2 separate regions of the Pan troglodytes genome follow, and region 1 is linked to region 2. Evidence: chromatin contacts called from public HiChIP or PLAC-seq data. All regions are on one chromosome and are shown on one strand. Each heading gives the region's core, a stretch centred on a gene start, on an enhancer-like site or on the middle of the called end of the contact. The rest is flanking DNA. Distances are from core to core; before and after follow the strand shown.

Region 1 (3,484 bases), core at 737-3,236, 330 kb before region 2:
ACCTTGTTTCACTGACCAGCTCCCCAAGGGTTTCTGATCAGAAACCTAATGAAATTAAGATAAATACAATATTCAAGAAGTCAACTTCAAACATTAAAAGCAATTAAATTTATAATCAATAAAAGAAACCATTAAAATGACAGCATTTAAAAAATTTACTGGCCGAGGGCAGTGGCTCACGCCTGTAATCCCAGCATTTTGAGAGGTCAAGGTGGGCAAATCACGAGGTCAGGAGTTCGAGACCAGCTTGACCAACATGGTGAAACCCTATCTCTACTAAAAACACAAAAATTAGCCGGGCGTGGTGGCGTGCGCCTGTAACCCCAATTACTCAGGAGGCTGAGGCAGCAGAATCGCTTTAACTCGGGAGGTGGAGGTTGCAGTGAGCCGAGATCGTGCCACTGCGCTCCACCCACCTCGGCCTCCCAAACCTCTGGAATTACAAGCGCACCTCACCACGTCCGGCTAATTTTTGTATTTTTAGCAGAGACAGGATTTCACCATGTTGGCCAGGCTGGTCTCGAACTCCTGACCTCAAGTGATCCACCCACCTGGGCCTCCCGAAGTTCTGGGATTACAGGCGTGAACCACCGCGCCCGGCCAAACCTCTAAAAGGGTAGTTAAAATGAAAATATAACTAAGTTCCTAAATAAGTAAATAAGCAACCCTTTGTTAAAAAACAATAGTACATTTAAAAATTGATTATATTATGCCTCTGCATGGGAAGTTATGCCTCTGAACAGCAGCATGGGAAATTAAGTAGGGACATCTGGGATCATGTCTATCCAATTCCAATCTGCCATTGTATTCCTATGCAGGAGCTGCAAAACTGCAAATCTACTTGACATCCCAAGTGAAACCCAATAGAGTTAGCAGAGTCAAAACGGCACAGGGAGCTGTTAGCAACCTGTTCTCAAAACGTCAAAGCAGATAGCTAACTTCTTTAAAACATGGAAAACTATGTTCAGCAGCCCAGAGAAAAGTAACTGCTTTCTATGCGACCACCAAAAGCAAGGTTAGAAAGTGTTCTCTATCAGGCTTTAGGCTGAAATGGGGGCAGGGCTTGCAGATTTTCCCAGGACTCAACTCCAGGATTCCCAGCGTGAATCAGAGATGCCAACAGACAACTCACTTGGAGGCAAGATTCTTAGCGAGCTATCAAGAAAGTCCCTCACTCTCTAAAATTGTCCCCGCCCCTACAAAGAGAGGGGTGTGAAGTGTAGACACGGCTAAACCACTATTCGCACTCTGTCAGTGTCATCCTCTCCCGCCCAACCAATCTCCGTTCCATCCTCCCGCGGGCGGCTAAGATAATAAAGACCCTAGGAGGGAATCTTAGCAAGGCCAATTCCGCGAGTTCCGAAGCAAAAGCACAGGTTTTCTTTCTTTTCCGAGTCTAACCCACGTGCTCTGCCTCTGCAAGTCGGAAATATGCCTTTACAGGAAGGCAAGCAAGCCAGATTCTAGACCTCACTCAGCGTCCCCAACAGGCCCAGCCGGCTCTCTGCTAAGCCTTCTCCACGATCTCTTTCTGAAGCTGTGAGAAACTTGAGCTCGAGCTCCGCGCTCAGAAAGGGGCGAGAAGGCAGTCGGGGCGCTCCCAAACCTATTGCCTTCACCTTATAGAGGATGACTGTCCTGCCGCTGTCTGTCACTAGAAACTGGTCTGTTTTGTCGCTCTGCTCCACGCCTAGGAGTCCTTCAGGCCCGGCGCTCAGGACTACCGAAGACAACGTGAATTCTTCCTCCAGCGCTGCCATTTTGAGCAAACCTAAGTACAGCCGCGCTCACTCCCGGCAGGCCTCGCGCTTTCTCTCGCGAGAATGAACGGGCCTGAGGGGCGAGTGCTTGCCAAACCAGGAACCTGCTCTCGCAGCCTGCGACCTCTGGCGGGCGGAAGGAGCGAGCGCGACTGTGAATTCAGCCAGGTGGTCTGGGCCGGCTTGCGTCAGACTCCGCCTCCCGAGACCACGCCTCTCCGAGTCCCGGATGTGCTCCAGGAAGGGATAGGGTAGGTGCGGAAGTGTTGCTTACTGGGTCCTGAATCGGCTGCGTGCTGTTCTAGGTGGGGACTTGAGAGACTGTAGATGGGTATAGGGAGTGGTCGAATATAAATAAGCTAGATTTTTTTTTTTTTTAATTGCAAGGGAACTCCCTAGGAATTCCATCCATGGCCTTGTGGAACGATCTGCCAAAGAAAAAATATTTATCTCTGTAGGTAAACTCCCAATAACGTGCTGTTCCTACGTGAAATGCTTAATTTCCCCCCAAGTTTCTTGGAACCCTCTAGAGATCTCCAGTCTCTTCAGTCTTTCAAGCCTTCTGAGTTCTCTGACTCCCCTTCTCTGAGCCCCAGTGGGGAAAATCTCTCCTCAGCTTACAGGAAATTCAGACTAGTTTGATGAAGGTGAAGTTGAAAGTCCCCTGTGTGATTTTTGGCAAGGTTTTTATTTCCGGGAGAAATGTATGTTTCTAAGATAAGCATGGCAGATTCAATCAATAATGTTAAATAAATAAGTAAAGATAAATTGTGATGTTCTTAGGGAGAAACCATTTAATAGGCAATTACTAAACAAATGTACCCAGTGTGACAAAGTGCCTCAGTTTAGATTTAAGCATCCACCAGATCGCCATGTGTGTTGTTTCTCATTGCCCCAACATGACAACATGGGCAAAAGGAGAATATCCAGCTACTGTGAAGGAATCAAATACAGTCTATTTTTATAATGCTAATAGGTCTTTTGTTGTTCAAAAGTACTGGCATTATCATGGCTCACTGCAGCCTCTAACTCTTGGGCTAAATAAAGCAATCCTCCTGCTTCAGCCTCCCGAATAACTGGGACTACAGGCATCCATCACCACGCCTGGCTAATTTTTGTATTTTTGGCAGACATGGAGTCTTGCTTTGTTGCCCAAGGTGATCTTGAACTCTGATAATCTTTTAATTTTTAGGCTGGGTTGTGAGATCAAGAGGATATAGTTTATTATTATGCTTCATAACTTACTTTGTGATAGGTGGTAAGAAGAAAAACATTAAACTCAGAAGGGAGAGATAAAGCGTGGGTGTGTGGGGGAGGAAGGAGTGGTCTGTGTATGTGAAATTTTAACTAGGATGACCACAGGCCTCCTTGAGAGGATGTCTTTTTTTTTTTTTTTTTTTTTGAGACAGGGTCTCGCTCTGTCGCCCAGGCTGGAGTGACGCAGTCTCAACTCACTGCAATCTCTGCTTCTCGGATTTAAGCTATCCTCCCACCTCAGCCTTCCGAGTAGCTGGGACTACAGACATGCACCACCATGCCCGGCTAATTTTTGTATTTTTTGTAGAGATGGGGTTTCACCGTATTGCCCAGGCTGACCTTGAATTCCTGGGCTGAAATGATCCTCCCACCTTGGCCTCCTAGAGTGCTGGGATTACAGAGCCACAGTGCCTGGCCCAAGGGTATCTTTTGAGGATGGCATGAAGGAGGGGAGGGAGCGATCATGC
Region 2 (3,404 bases), core at 39-2,538:
GGTTTGCTTTATTCATTTTCTTATTTGGAGGGAGGGGGCGCACCCACTCCCTTTGGCTCACTGTGATCCCCAACAGTCTGGATTCTGGGCGCCCCCGAAGAGCCCACCCGGAGTCCGCCGCCCCACCCAGCGCCGCCCTCCCCCGCTGGGGTGACAAGTGGAAGCCGCAAATCCCCTCCCTCCTCTCCTCCAGCCTTCGGGTTTGAGGGGTAACGTCCACCTGGGTTTCCTGCCGCTCGCCCGGGGCTCGCCGGCCAGGAGGCGGCGGTAGCGGCGGGGGTCCCGGAGCGGGCGAGGCCGGGCCGGGCGCGGCGCTTACCTCGTCTACGGTGAGCGGCATGCAGATCCGGTACTCTTTCAGCAGCATGGTCCTGCCGGCCGCGGACCCCCGGGGCGGGAAGCGGGGGGCGCCCCCCAGACCAGCAAGGCTGCCGCCCAGGCGCAGGGCAGGGCGCCCGGAGCCCGACGCTCGGAGCCGGAGGGCGAAGCAGCCCCCGCGGCGCGCTCAGCTCCTGGCTTCCTCCTCTCCGCCCCAGAGCATGTCAGGGTTTGGGTCCGGGTGTTCGCAGCTCCTCCACCTCCTCCCTCGCCGAGGCCGGTCCTCCCGGAACGCGGTGTTGCAAAGTCAGGGAGGCAGGGAGGGAGACCCGCTGGGGACGACTCTGCTCGGCTGCCCAGGGTGGTAGGAGCGGCCGCCAGATCAGGACATGCCCGGCAGCGAGCGAGGGAGGAAAAAAGAGAGATTTCCAAAAATTAAAACGAATGCACAGAAGTCACCCGCTCGATCCGCCTCCGAAAGCAGACGGGAACCTGGCGACCCCCCTCCTCCAGCGGGTCTGCCCGATGCTAATGTCACCAGGAACACATTGCAGCCGGAGCCGGAGATGCTGACTTTCTAGACAAAGGCTCGATCGGCTCCTCTCCGCGGGCGGTAAACAAGATTTCCTGCTCTTTTTAGGGCCGGTCCCCGCGCCGCTCCGGGGCTCGGCTCGGGGAGAAAAGGGAAGCCGCCGCCGCCGCTCGGCTCTGCCCGGCTGGGGCCCCGGGCGCCTCCAACCTCGGCTCGCGGCTGCCAGGGGCGGGCGGGAGGAAGCTGGCGCCTTCCGCGCGCGTCCCCTCCCCCGAGTCCCTCGGCTCCCCGGGTGCCGTGCGTGCCCGCGAGTTTGCAGCCACCTCGCCGGGGCCGGAGCGTCCGCGCCGATGCAGTGTGCCTGGGGCCGGGAGGTGGGTGCGGGAGGAGCGAGCGCGAGCGAGGCTGACATCAGCAGCGGCCGCGGCGGGGAGGGTAGCCCCATCCGGCCAATGGGGAAATGGCAAAGAATGTGGAGGATTTAAACAAAACAGCATGTCTCTGCCAGACGGCGGGGCTGCTCCGGAGCGGAGCCCGGCCGGCGCTGGGGAGGCTCGGGCAGAGGGGCTTCCCTCGGCTCCTTTGCCCTTTGAATCCACTCTCCATTGTGCCCTGAGTGCTGCCGTGCTCCATCCAGCCCCTCTGGGAAGTTTCTGGTCCCCTGACCCTAGGGACAACTCACCAATGCCCACCACCTATGTGTGATCCAGTAAGCAAGTCCGGGGCTGGAGAGGCAATGGGTGGGATTTGGGAACAAACCCTTGCCTGGTTTCAGAGGAGAGATCCTGGAAAACTGGGAAGTGCTGCCGTGTGAATGGAAATGAAGTACAAACAGGGGGAGGGAACAACCAGAGAGAACAAGAACCCCACGTAGCCTGTTACCTCGCCTGGCCCGGCTCTGCAATCTTTCTGCAGATTGTGCAGGCTCCGCGCAGCAGAAAGAAAGAGTAGGTTTTCGTATCCGCACTCCTAAGTTCAAAAAGTCACAGTGAAATGTCAATGAAAATGCCTGGAGTGTTGCTATTTGATCCATATTAAACAGATCTCTCATTTTAACCACAAGAAGCACATTCTTCAGTTACTCAGGAAGCAGCATGGAACTGCTGAAGTCTGTTTTTCATTTGTCTGGTATTTTTCAGTGTTTTTATGAAAAGTTGCCGGATGAAAAATGCATCAGTTGCCTGTATGAGAATAACCTGTAAGCGTTATCTTTTCTCCGAAAAATCTTCACGCTCTGAAGTCCTGAAGCTAGAGCTTAGATGGCGATGCAGATGCCTCAATACAGTATTTTGAATTGTGATTAATTAATAAGTAATTAACCAATATGACGATGATGGGCTTGTGGCAAAAGTCATCCAGAGGGCTGGAGAGAATTTATAACTGTTAACTGATACAAACCCTCCTAGGAAAATGATACCCTATATCCAGCTTATATTTTAGTGGAAACTATTTTCCAGATAAATGCTTTCCAGAGTTGGCTCAGAAATATTCACAGCAACTAATTAAAGCTAAACCAAATTCCTCGAGGTGGAAAATCTAAATCTGACACTGCAGTGTTGAATAATAACACATTGGAAGGCTGTGATATGGAAAGAAACTCAAGCTGTTTTTCCTCTTTTTTTTTTTTTTTTTGCCTCTTACTTGAAAACAAATGGAAGACCTAATAATCTTCCCAGAGGCAGGAAGGCAAGGGATTGGCTAGCCACACATGCGCATGCACATGGGACATCGGGATGTGTAGGCTTGGTTCCTGGCTTCCTGGACATTTCCTGACACTGATTCTGGAAGGAAGTATTCTACTGACGGGTGACACTGTTGAGGAGCTACTTCTCTGAATTTCCCGAACTGTAAATTGTCACATATATGCTTCCTCCATCACCCGTCTTGTTGCTGTTGTTGGTCTGTGATGGAGTTTTGCTCTTGTTGCCCAGGCTGGAGTGCAATGGCATGATCTCGGCTCACTGCATCCTCCACCTCCCGGGTTCAAGCAAGTCTTCTGCCTCAGCCTCCGAAGTAGCTGGGATTACAGGCACCTGCCACCACGCCTGGCTAATTTTGTATTTTTAGTAGAGATGGAGTTTCACCATGTTGGTCAGGCTGGTCTCAAACTCCTGAGCTCAGGTGATGGCCTCGGCCTCCCAAAGTGCTGGGATTACAGGGGTGAGCCACCGCGCCCAGCCCACCCCTCCTGTTGTAAGGTGACGTCTTCATTGGATTCTCATTTTCTTTTCATTCATTGCATCTGCAAACCTGGTCATATTAATCTTGTGCAAGTACAGCTCTCATCCTGCCACCTTCAAACCTTTTAGTGATTCCTGGCTGGGCTCGGTGGCTCACCCCTGTAATCCCAGCACTTTGGGAGGCGGAGGTGGGCCGATCGCATGAGCCCAGGAGTTCAAGACCAGCCTGGGAAATGTAGGGGTGGGTTGCCCCTCCACACCTGTGGGTGTTTCTCGTAAGGTGGAACGAGAGACTTAGGAAAAAAAAAGACACAGAGACAAAGTATAGAGAAAGAAATAAGGGGACCCGGGGAACCAGCGTTCAGCATATGGAG

What was found. HiChIP or PLAC-seq counts read pairs in DNA pulled down with a chosen protein or histone mark.
Region 1: a contact with region 2 is called in an H3K4me3 HiChIP or PLAC-seq map of stem cell-derived excitatory neurons, with 9 times the contacts expected there. The contact joins the promoter of NOL11 here to the promoter of PITPNC1 in region 2. A contact is called at or near these places in 1 of 7 Hi-C or Micro-C datasets (stem cell-derived neural progenitor cells) and 1 of 1 datasets of contacts at active chromatin or transcription factors (stem cell-derived excitatory neurons).

Annotation. Positions count from the first base shown.
Region 1 is chr19:80,691,194-80,694,677 of NHGRI_mPanTro3-v2.0_pri, reverse strand. It overlaps NOL11 (nucleolar protein 11), which reads right to left and starts at 1,986. Exons shown (of 18, transcript XM_001164856.6): 1 at 1,620-1,986; 2 at 1-45. The coding sequence starts at 1,760.
Region 2 is chr19:80,355,693-80,359,096 of NHGRI_mPanTro3-v2.0_pri, reverse strand. PITPNC1 (phosphatidylinositol transfer protein cytoplasmic 1) reads right to left here and starts at 1,288. Exons shown (of 8, transcript XM_063799224.1): 1 at 320-1,288. The coding sequence starts at 367.